Linked DNA regions of Mus musculus: region 2 is linked to region 1. Evidence: chromatin contacts called from public Micro-C data. All regions are on one chromosome and are shown on one strand. Each heading gives the region's core, a stretch centred on a gene start, on an enhancer-like site or on the middle of the called end of the contact. The rest is flanking DNA. Distances are from core to core; before and after follow the strand shown.

The links. Hi-C and Micro-C count contacts between places; a contact is called where the count stands out from the background.
Region 2: a contact with region 1 is called in a Micro-C map of embryonic stem cells. The contact joins the promoter of Igsf23 here to the promoter of Bcam in region 1. A contact is called at or near these places in 1 of 39 promoter capture datasets (stem cell-derived epiblast-like cells), 4 of 484 Hi-C or Micro-C datasets (B cells, CD8 T cells and embryonic stem cells), 1 of 115 datasets of contacts at active chromatin or transcription factors (microglia) and 4 of 9 other capture datasets (adipose tissue, embryonic stem cells, liver and 1 more).

Annotation. Positions count from the first base shown.
Region 1 is chr7:19,768,441-19,773,773 of GRCm38.p6, forward strand. It overlaps Bcam (basal cell adhesion molecule), which reads right to left and starts at 2,092. Exons shown (of 15, transcript NM_020486.2): 1 at 1,967-2,092; 2 at 12-133. The coding sequence starts at 2,030. It overlaps LOC115486450 (a long non-coding RNA gene), which reads left to right and starts at 4,806. Exons shown (of 4, transcript XR_003946611.1): 1 at 4,806-5,333.
Region 2 is chr7:19,948,532-19,953,864 of GRCm38.p6, forward strand. It overlaps Igsf23 (immunoglobulin superfamily, member 23), which reads right to left and starts at 2,212. Exons shown (of 5, transcript NM_027308.2): 1 at 1,914-2,212. The coding sequence starts at 1,977. It also overlaps the pseudogene Rpl7a-ps8.

The DNA of each region.
Region 1 (5,333 bases), core at 842-3,341:
AGAGCACTCACGAGGAACCATTCCAGCACGTAATGCTCAGGGTGCTCCCGTGGAGTGCAGTCCAGGGCGACTTGCTCGCCTCGCATCACCTCCACCCGTGGGGGCACGGACACGTGCAGCTCAGCCTGGGCACCTGCAGAGCAGTGCAGCATCGAATTCCACCCAATGCTATCAACAAGGAGAGCCCTCCAGGCCCCCGCCTCCTCCCTCGGACACAGATCCTCTCTCTCTCCTTGGTCATCTCTGAGCCTGGGTCCTGTCAGTATTTCTCTAACTCTTCTTTTTAGAAATAGGGTTTTACCGTGTAGCCTTTACTGCCTGGAATCCTGCTAGCTATGTGAACCAGGTTAGCCTTGAACTCACAGAGATCTACAGCTGCTTCTGCCTCCTTCCTGATTAAAGTCCCATGCCACTGGCTCGGCCTCTCAGACTTGTAAGGCTTAAAGTAAAGCCTTCTCCAGCACTTGAAGCTAAAGTCTGGCTTCTTCACCAGTTATAGCAAATGTCCCCTCAAGGAAAGGCCAGGCCTGGCTCTCCTCTTGGCCTCCAGCAAACAGGACAAGACTTAGCCTGGGGCTAAATAACAGGTCTTTCTCCATCTTAGTCCCATCCTATCTCATGGCTCCATCCTATCTTCTCCAGTAGCTCCCGGGGGCCCTCTGCTCTCTCATGTGTGGGGGGCCAGGGTGTGGGCTGCAGCTGGGCCAGAAGCTGGATGGGTGTGTGGGAGTGGCAAGGGGGGACAGGGCTGGGCAGGTTTCAGGAATGTGGGAGGGTCAGGCTGGCTGAGACCTGCCCAGCTTGGCGCCAGAGCCCCCTACCCGCCCCTTGACAACACCCCCCCCCCATCTCTTTACCAGAGAAGCTTGAAAAGGGTGAGGTGAGTCACCTGGGCAGAGGTGAGGCTGGGTCCTGAGGGAGAAAGGACTGGAAGTTTAGACAACTAGCTGCCCGAGGTATAGCAGGCTGCATGTGGGAAACACGGATCTCTGAGTCCTAGGGACCTGAGAACTTGGGTCTTGGATTCCTGTCAGGGTCTGGCAGGTAGCACGGTTCTTGCTGAGAATCTACCCTCTGGGCTGGCATCATTCCTTTCCCGCCTAACCTGGCACAGACTACTCCTGGGTTCCCACTCTATATCACGTTTGTGCCAGGAGCCTTGGTTCTCAGGCACCCACCTCTGGGCCCAGCCTGTCCCAGGGGAGCTGGTTGGGGGCCAAGCTGGTGCTCTGGACTGGTTGTGAGCAGCCAAGCAGCCAGATATCCTGTCTTCCCTGATCTCTCTTCACCCTGTCCCCAGTGTCCCCCCGCCCCTGTTTCTCCTCCCCACTTCACCACATGCAGGTGTGTGGATTTATCGGGGCCCTCAGGAAAGGGGCCCTGTCAGTCGGAAAACACTGTTCCACCTTCTCTGTCAGGCTCGGTTCTTCCGGCCCTTTCAGAGAGAGGCGGGTCCTTTAGAGGCAGCCTAAACTCTGAATTTTGGGGAAACCCTAACATTCTAGAAAGTGCTTTAACCGCAGGGTCCCCCGTTTCTCTGAGGAAACTCTGAGCTTAATCACTTAGAGAACAGCTCCGGGATGCTAATCTTCAGTATCTTAGCAGAACCTATTTTGACTATGGGGGAGGGGAGGGGCTGGACTCCAGTCTAAGGGACTAGGGGCTACAGATCCCAGATTCCAGGTACTCAAGGTTATTAGGGGTCGCAGGGCTTAGACTCCAGGATTCCCAAAGAGCTGGGGAGGGACAGCTGTCTCAGATGTGTTTGCTCCAGAGCTAGGGTATCCTTAGCTCTCAGATCGGGTGCACCCCAAGGCCTCCCGCCTTCCTCCCTACTGGGGAATCCCTAGATTGTGATCCCTGGGGAAATGGAAGCTTGTTCCCCTTGTCTTCTCGGGGACTCCAGGGGCCTGCCCCACAAGCCCCAACCTCAAGTTTCAGCTCTGCCCTCAGCCCCAAGTCATACCTGAGTAGCCCGACAGCAGGAAGGTGAGCCACAGCAGCCCTGCGCGGGCGTCAGGGGGTTCCATGTTCCCTGCAGTGGCGGCAGTGACTGAGCCCGGGCGAGGCTCTCCGCCGCCCTGAAGCTGGCAGCGGAGGCCAGGCCCCTGACCACGCCCCTGACCACGCCCACCCCATCCCCAAGCTGGGCGCAGGGCCAAGACCTCCCACTGCCCTGAGAGGACCTCCCACCCTCGCGCGCGCGGGGACCCGCTAGCACCGCCGCGCGCTGCTCCATCCAACCCACGCCTGCGGCTCTCCTCCTCAGCCGTGGGGACCGACCCTCCAGTCAAGCCTCGAGCTGGAATCTAAGGGAAAGCGCGCAGATACTCGTTCCCTTCCTTCCTGGCCACCTGCGGGGTCTTGACACGCATGCCCAAGGTGGCATGTGGCCCTCGACTGCAGGTGAATCTTTTTCCTAGTTTATTTTCTTTTTGGAGTCGGTGGCCCACTGTAGCTCAGGCTGGCCTTCTGCCTCAGTTTCCCAAGTACTGGGATTACAAGGGTGAGCCATCGCCCTGGTTTGTGAACTGTCGGTTTTGACCAGCGGTCCCTGATGTGATTAGTTGCCTGTGCTGGTCTCTCTTTGTAGTCTCTCCTGCATGACCGGCTCTTCCCTGAGTGCCCTAGGATGCCCTCCCCTTAGAGGCAGCCACCTTGCTGGGAAGCGCCCCTCCTCTGACTGAGCAGTGGCCTGGAACTGGTCAGGTCAATCTTTTCTCTAATGGGTTTTCAATTCCCAGTCCTGGTCGGCCTCTTTGGTGATGAGGTGGGGATGGGGTGCCCCTCCCTCTGCTCTGCTCTGCTCTCCTTGACTCCTTCACTTCCCCCCATCCAGGGAATCCAAGGAATGTCACCCCCCTTCCGCCTTCCTTCTCTGCCCGCCATTCCTTCCCCACCTTGGGGGGAGGGGAGGAGAAGTGGGCTGGCGCGTCGGCAGGTGAGTGGCTGAGGGAAAGAGCAGGCTGCTAGGACCGCGGGATGGAAGAGAGGGTCACAGGTCAAAGTAAGGGGTCACAGATCAGTCTACTCCAGGATCCTCACACGCCGAGGCAGTGTGGAACAAAATCCCAAGAATGCTGGATGGGGGCTGGAGAAGGAGGGTTCTGCCTCTGTTCAGAGGGTAGAAACTAGCCTGGGATACTGCTATGGATGGGGGGTGGTATAATTGTGGGTCATGCTGAGAGAGGGTCCTCCCCCTCCAGTCTCTGGCCAGTCTGAGGGTGACCAGCGTTGAGCTGCCCTGTGAGCCAAGGTTTTACCCATCAGTCCTAGTGGAAAGGCTTATGTTGTAGGTTTTGGCAGGGCTCTCAAAGCTGTTTTAGCATTCCCTGTCACAGGAAGCAATTGTGAAACCAGGAAAAGTGACCTTTGCGTGGGGCTCCTTCATCCCCTCTCCAGGAAGTCTTTCTTCAACCTTCTCCTGTCACATAAGTCCCTGCAAATCTCTGGACCCCCTTGTCAGCTCTACACGCCCAGAGATACATCTATCTCCTCTGTGTGACTCCCAGCCACCGTAAAAGTCCAGGCTGTCCCACATCTCAATCCCACCCCACAGCAGGCAAGAAAGGGTTGCCAGATGTATACTCAAAGGCTCAGAGGCTCACACGAAAATGCCACCCATAGCTACCCAGGTACAGTGGTCCACTCCAGAGTAGACAAATGTATCCCAGGGTGAGCAAACTGACACGGGGGTCCAGAGATTTGCAGGGAGGTGTTCAACAGACAGAAGAGGGTTGAAGGAGGACTTCATGAAGAGGAGATGAAGGGGCACCTGACACTCAAGAGGAGTTTGGGAGATCAGAACCCAGCCTCTCTCTAAGCAGCCATCACAGTACATACTGGCTATCCCAGCTCTGGCGAGGTGGAGGCAGGAGGATCATTAGTTCAATCAATCATCTTTGGCTGTTGTTGAGTTTTAGGACACCTGGGTGTGGTCGTGGGCTCCTTTAATCCTATCTCTCAGGAGGCAGAGGCAGGTGGATCTCAGTGCTTAAGACCAGCCTGGTCTACAGAGCAAGTTCCAGGACAGCCAAGTCTACACAGTGAGGTACTACCTCTAAAAAATCAAAACAAATGAACCAAAAACTCAACCAAATAGAAAGAGTTAGAGAATAACCTGTGCTCCATGAGGTCCTCTCTCAAAAACAAAAACAAAACAAAACAAAACAAAAATGGCTGGAGAGACGGCTCAGCTGTTCAGAGCACTTAAGGCTCTTGCAGAGTACCCAAGTTCAGATCCCAGTACCCATGTCCCATCGGGTGACTCATAACAGCCTATAACTCCATTTCCAGGGGATTTGATTCCTTCTCAAAATTGATGGCTTCTGTGAGCACCAGGCAAACACATGGTGAATGCACATACGTATAAGCAAAGACTCGTGCATATAAAACAAATAGACCTTTAAAAAATAAATAAGTATTAAAAACAAAATAAAAGCAAAACTTTTAAAACAACCCAAACCAGAGTAGCCATCACCGGGTGCCATCTCCACTCCCCAGAGGGCTTTCTTACACAGTGCCCAAGTGTTCTCTGGGACTCTCCTGCTCTTCTGTCTCTGGCCTGTGCATCTGATTACTGGGTCTGGAGACTGGCATCAGCTACTTCCTTTGTGCCTTCATAAAGTCAGCAGGTAGCTGGAGTTTAGTTAGCTGGAGCTTAGTGGTGCCTTTAATCCCAGCACCCAGGAGGCAGAGGCAGGCAGAACTCTGAGTTCTAGGCCAGCCTGGTCTTCAGAGTGAGTTCAAGGACAGCCAGGGCTGCACAGAGAAACCCTGTCTTGAAATACACCACACACACACACACACACACACACACACACACACACAGAGTCAGCAGGCCGTGGCGCTGGAGGAGGTGAAGGAGGAGGGCCCCGTGGCAAGTGCACAGACAAAACACACCATCCCTGGACTTGTAGAAACTAGTATCACAATGGCATCTCCCTTTGTCCCCTACAGTTAGGCCTTACAAAACAGCCAGAAGAATCCTGTGAAGATGTGAGTCAGTCCAGGCCACTGTTCTGGTCAGAATACGCCCACGGCTCCATCTCCCTGAACATAAAAACCAATGTTCTCTCTGTGGTTTGAAAGGTCCTAGATATAAGTCCTTTCCTTCCCTGACCCTGCCTTCCCTGACCCCACTTTCCTTCTCATCTCCCTCTTAAGCAACATTTTTATCACCCTGGTCGCTCTGATGACGTGCTGTGCTAGTCCATCAACCCCAGAACCTTTGCACTTCCTATCCACTCTGCCAGGGCATCTTTCCACTGACTGGCTTCCTCCTCCTTCAATTCTAATCTCTCCTGAGGCTTGCCTCATTAGAGAGCTTCAGA
Region 2 (5,333 bases), core at 962-3,461, 180 kb after region 1:
GACCAGGCTGGCCTCCAGATTTCTGTGGGCCCCCTGCCTTTGCCTGCCCTGTGCTGGGATTACAGGTGGGCACCTCCACACCCACCTCAGGTGGCTTTAGGATGGATAGTACTGGACCTTTGTGTTCTTTGTGTGTGTGTGTGTGTGTGTGTAATATTTTACAACAGCAGAAACCAAACCTGAGTACTAAACACTAGCAACACACTACAACCCAGGGAAGAGGATGTGCATACAGAGGCTACAGTATAAGCTAGGTCTTTACGGTTGACCGCTGAACTGGCTATGACCCCCGTTGTGCTGGTGACAGGACTAGCAACCATTGTTATCTGGAGATGTCATCCTCCTGCCCCAGGGCCTACTTGCAGTAAAACACATAGGATACTTTTTTAATCTTCACACGAGAGTAAGAGGTCACTCTCAGTGTTCAGGTATCCCAACGAGCAGAGGTGGCCTCACTGGCTTTTTCCAAACTGCTTGGACTTAAGCATCAACTGACTTACGCTATCCCTTAAGTTCCGGGTGAGAAAGGCACCTTCAAAGGCAGATATGTGCATTTCCATCGGTCTCAGCGTCAGCCGCAGGCAGCTCTGCTGATCACACCACGAGAATGAGTGACGCCAGCAGCTAGCTCAAACTTGAGAGATCTGCCCTTTATCCGCCGAGGCTCTCGCTCTCAGTTAAAACCTTGTTCTTAAGAACACACTCAGGGCACAGCATGTTGTCCTCCAGGTTTGGGGGTGGAAATGTGCAGGCAGGAAGCAGGAAGAGGGCAATGAGAGGGCAATGGCTTTCCCTTTCTTAGCGGGTACCCAGGCTTGTCCAGTGTGGAACTGCAGCCGAACCCAACCACGCGAGTTCCCAGGAAGCCTTGTCCCATGAACCACACACCACTTTCCCCCCTTGACTTCCGATGATGCATTGGCTAGCACTGCCTCGAACTTCCTAGCAAGCACTGGATGCAATTCTGTCCCAAGATGCTAACACTACCTTGGTGGCGGGTGCAGTTACAATGGTGGTGCTGACTTCCTCATGGAGCGTAGGAGTTTGTCTTTCATGTCTGTTGAGCTATCTCACTCAAATACCCCTAAATTCCCATGTTTTTTCTTTTTGAGACAAGCTCTCATGTAGCCCAGGCTAGCCTTAAGCTCACAATATAACCGGGTTTGACTTGAACTCCTCATCCTCCTGCTTCCTCCCTAATGCTGGGACTCCTGTGTATATCAGCACACATGGTTTATCTGGAAGCCAGGGCCTCCTAAGCTAGGTGCGCACTGGACCAACTGAGACCGGCCTCAGGACCTGGTATATGAATGTTCGTATTGTTAGTTTGTTTGAGACAAGGTCTTGCTATGTAGTCCTGACTAGTGTGGCCTTCACTGAGTAGCATAGGTTGGCCTCGAATTCACAGCAATCCTCCCGTCTTAGTCTTCCCGGCTCTGAGATAATGCTGGGCTGTGATAATTTTATTAGGGCCGTGCTGCTCTGGCAGAAAGGGACAGGGCTCTGGAATTCTAACTCTGATCTTTGCCAGTCCTGGGTGATTAGCAGGGGAAGGTCCCTCTCTGATCTTCTAATTCTTCTTTGTAAAAAGAACTAGCACCTCCCCTGAGGCAGGCAGGATGTGACTGAGGTAAAGAGCCGGGCAGTGTAGGCACACACCTGTGCCCTCAGCGGTGGGGGGAGGGGCAGAGCTGAAGCAGGAGGATTGCAGGAACTTCTGAGCTATGCCGCGGAGTGGGCCTACCTAGCAAGACTAAAAAGGATCCCGCTCCACAACAAAAAGATTGCTGGCGAATTTGGAGCGCTCCGGTTTCATAACCAGGAGTTCTGTGCTGCGATCTATGTGGGCTCTCTGAGGGTGTCCCTTCTTTGTCCCCAGCCCGAGGTGAAGCCATGTTCGCTCTCTCACGAACCTGTTAGTAGAAGCGTCTCCCAGGCAGGAATGAGGCCACGGCCTGAGTCCCGAAGACAGTTCATGTCGTCCTCTGCCCTTGGACCTCTCAGGGAATTCTGGTAGAAGAACCTCGAGGACCCAGCCCCACTCCTCCGCAGACAGGGTCTCTGCCCTTGCTCCACCTCCTGCTAGGAGTCCCGCCTCAGCCTCTTCCTCCAGCACCCCTATTAGTGGTGGGAGGGGAGTGGGCTAACCTACGCTTTAGCATAGAGAATTCTAGGGTCCCCCGTCCTCTATAACCGGCGCAGACTGAATGCTGAGGAAGAAGGATGTGGCACTATACATAGCCTTCCCCTTGCCCGCGTCAGACGGGACTGAGGTCAAAGGTCAACTCGATAGGAGGCAGCTGGAGCCCTCCCCTTGGCTACACTGCCAGGTTCTCTATCAGCCAGCTCTGAGCCCAGCCCCTCTCTGGAAAATGACAGTGTGCCACAATCAGAGAGACATGGCCCAAGGGCCAGAACATTCCAGGCACTTGGTTAGGTGAATGGCAGTGGCTGCTAAAATTGAGCTATTTTTTTTGTTTGGTATTGTCGTTAGTGGTGTGTGTGTGTTTAAGTCAGAGTGTGCTTATTATTTGTCAACTTGACGTAAACCTAGACATATTTGGGAATAAAGAATCTCAGTTGGGTAGGCTGGAGAGATGGCTCAGCGGTTAAGAGCACTGACTGCTCTTCCAGAGGTCTTGAGTTCAAATCCCAGCAACCACATGGTGGCTCACAACCATCTGTAATGGGATTTGATGCCTTCTCCTGGTGTGTATGAAGACAGCTACAGTGTACTCATATAAATAAAATAAATAACTCTTTAGCCGGGTGTGGTGGAGCATGTCTTTAATCCCAGCACGGGCAGGGGCAGGGGCAGGGGCAGGGGCAGGGGCAGGGGCAGGGGCAGGGGCAGGGGCAGGGGCAGGGGCAGGGGCAGGGGCAGGGGCAGGGGCAGGGGCAGGGGCAGGGGCATTTCTGAGTTCGAGGCCAGCCTGGTCTACAGAGTGAGTTCCAGGACAGCCAGGGCTACACAGAGAAACCCTGTCTCGAAAACAAAACAAAACAAAACAAAACAAAACAAAACAAAACAAAACAAAACAAAACAAAACAAAACAAAACAAAACAAAACAAAACATCTCAGTTGGGGACTTGCCTCCATTAGATTGGCCTGTGAGAATATCTATAGGGCATTTGTGCTCTCTCTCTCTCTCTTCCTTCCTTCTTTTTTTTTCTTTGAGACAGGGTTTCTCTGTGTAGCCCTGGCTATCATGGAACCCTTGCTGTAAATCAGGCTGGCTGGCCTGCCTGCCTCTGCCTCCCTTGCTGGGACTACAGGTGTGTACCACCACAACCTGGCCTGGAATTTTCTTGATTCATGGCTGATATAGGAGGACCCATTCCACCTGGCAGGTGCCACCCCCAGGCAGGTCTTCCTGGAGTATATAAGAAACCAGGCTGAGCAAGCTGTGAGGGACCAACTGTGAGGGGCAAACTGTGAGGGGCCAGCTGTGAGGGGCCAGCTGTGAGGAGCCAGCTGTGAGGGGCAAGCTGTGAGGGGCAAACTGTGAGGGGCCAGCTGTGAGGGGCCAGCTGTGAGGGGCCAGCTGTGAGGGGCAAGCTGTGAGGGGCAAACTGTGAGGGGCAAACTGTGAGGGGCCAGCTGTGAGAGGCCAGCTGTGAGGGGCCAGCTGTGAGGGGCAAGTTAGGGAGTAGTTTTCCTCCATGGCTCCTGCTTCAGTTTCTTCCTCCAGGGTCCTGCCTTGAGTTCTTGCCCTGACTTACCTCACTGAAGGACCTGAGAATTGTAAGCCAAAACAAAGCCTTGCCCACTCAAATGGCTTTTGGTCACGGTGTTTTGTCACAGCAGTAGAAATCCTAACTAAGACATGGGGTATTACCATGTAGCCCTGGCTTGTCTGGAATTTGCTATGTAGACCAGGCTGGCCTCAAACTCACAGAGACCCACCTGCTTCTTCTTCCCCAGTGCTGGGATTAAAGGCCTTCGCCACCACAGTGGGCCTATATTATTGTTTTTGAACAGGCTCTCATGTGGCCTAAGCTGGCCTCAACTTCTCATATACAGCCAAGGCTGGCCTTGAATGCCTGACCATCTGCCTCCATGTCTGGAATAATGGATTCTGGACTGCTTGTTAGTGAATAAGAGAATGAAGAATTGATTGCGTCAGATAGGAGTGCCAGGATTTTAACTCAAATCCCCGTGACTCACAAGCTCATGCTTTCTCTCCCAGACACAGGTCCGCCCCGGGGGCAAAGGTCACTCAGGACTCTAATAATAACCATTATCGGATGACTCGGTTATTTATTGTCATTTACTACGCGGCAGGCTCAGTGATTTCTCTGTAGTTGTTTGAGCTGATTGGTTTTGTTTAATCAACTTGACACAAGCTAGGACTGTTGAGGTCTGCCCCCTTCAGCATAGCTGCAGCCATTTTGTTCCATGCCTGCCAGCTATCCCATACTATCCCTGTGATATGCCTGCCTGTCAGTGACACAGAAAAATAACTTGACTCAGAGCAGGGTCATATTGGCCACATACCCCGTTATGTTCTGTGTTAAGAGGTTTGTTAATCTTAAGAAATTCCACAACCATAAGCTTCGCTTCGGATCCATCAATTTAAATATGAACTGTTTTGCCTAAAATGGCTTGAGCCGGGGCCAACCATCCAGCAGCGCTTCCAGGGGAGAGGTCAGGTCAGGGCATTTGGACAATTCCACCAGACCCCTCCCCTCCTGGAAGAAAAAAAGGTCACGAAGCACTTAGGCACCCCTCCCCTCTGGAAAGGAGAGGTTTCATTACATTCCTTAGACCATGCGGGGTGGGGGTGGGGAGGCGACCATTGGCCACCTGCGGGTGGGGGAGGCCCCGAGCAGGTCAACACATTCAGTGACCATTGGCCACCTAGAGACAAAGAAAGTCCTTGCCACCTCATTCCCTAAAGACCAATCAGTTTAAAAGTCACGCTGTTCTGCCAACACATCGTGCCTAATGGCTGCTGCTCTGATAAATACTTGCTGAATGACTGTATAAATCATATGAAGTACTGTATAAATACTTGCTGAATATCTGCGTGCGGGGTCGCCACGTCTCCTTCGGTGTAGGATGGCCCCAATGTACTGGAACAATAAATTCCTCTTGCTTTTGCATCAACTCCTGGCTCTGCGAGGTTCACTCAGGGGGTCCTGGTAAGCTAAGGCTCGTCAGAGTCTTTACACTATCACCTGCTTGTGAGCTAATTGTGGTTTTAGCCTTTATGAGCTGGCCCTGAGCTCTCTCCACCAGAGGAGCAGGATGCCCAAAGGAAAGAAGGCCAAGGGGAAGAAGGTGGCTCTGGCCCCTGCTGTTGTTAAGAACCAGGAGGCCAAAAAGGTAG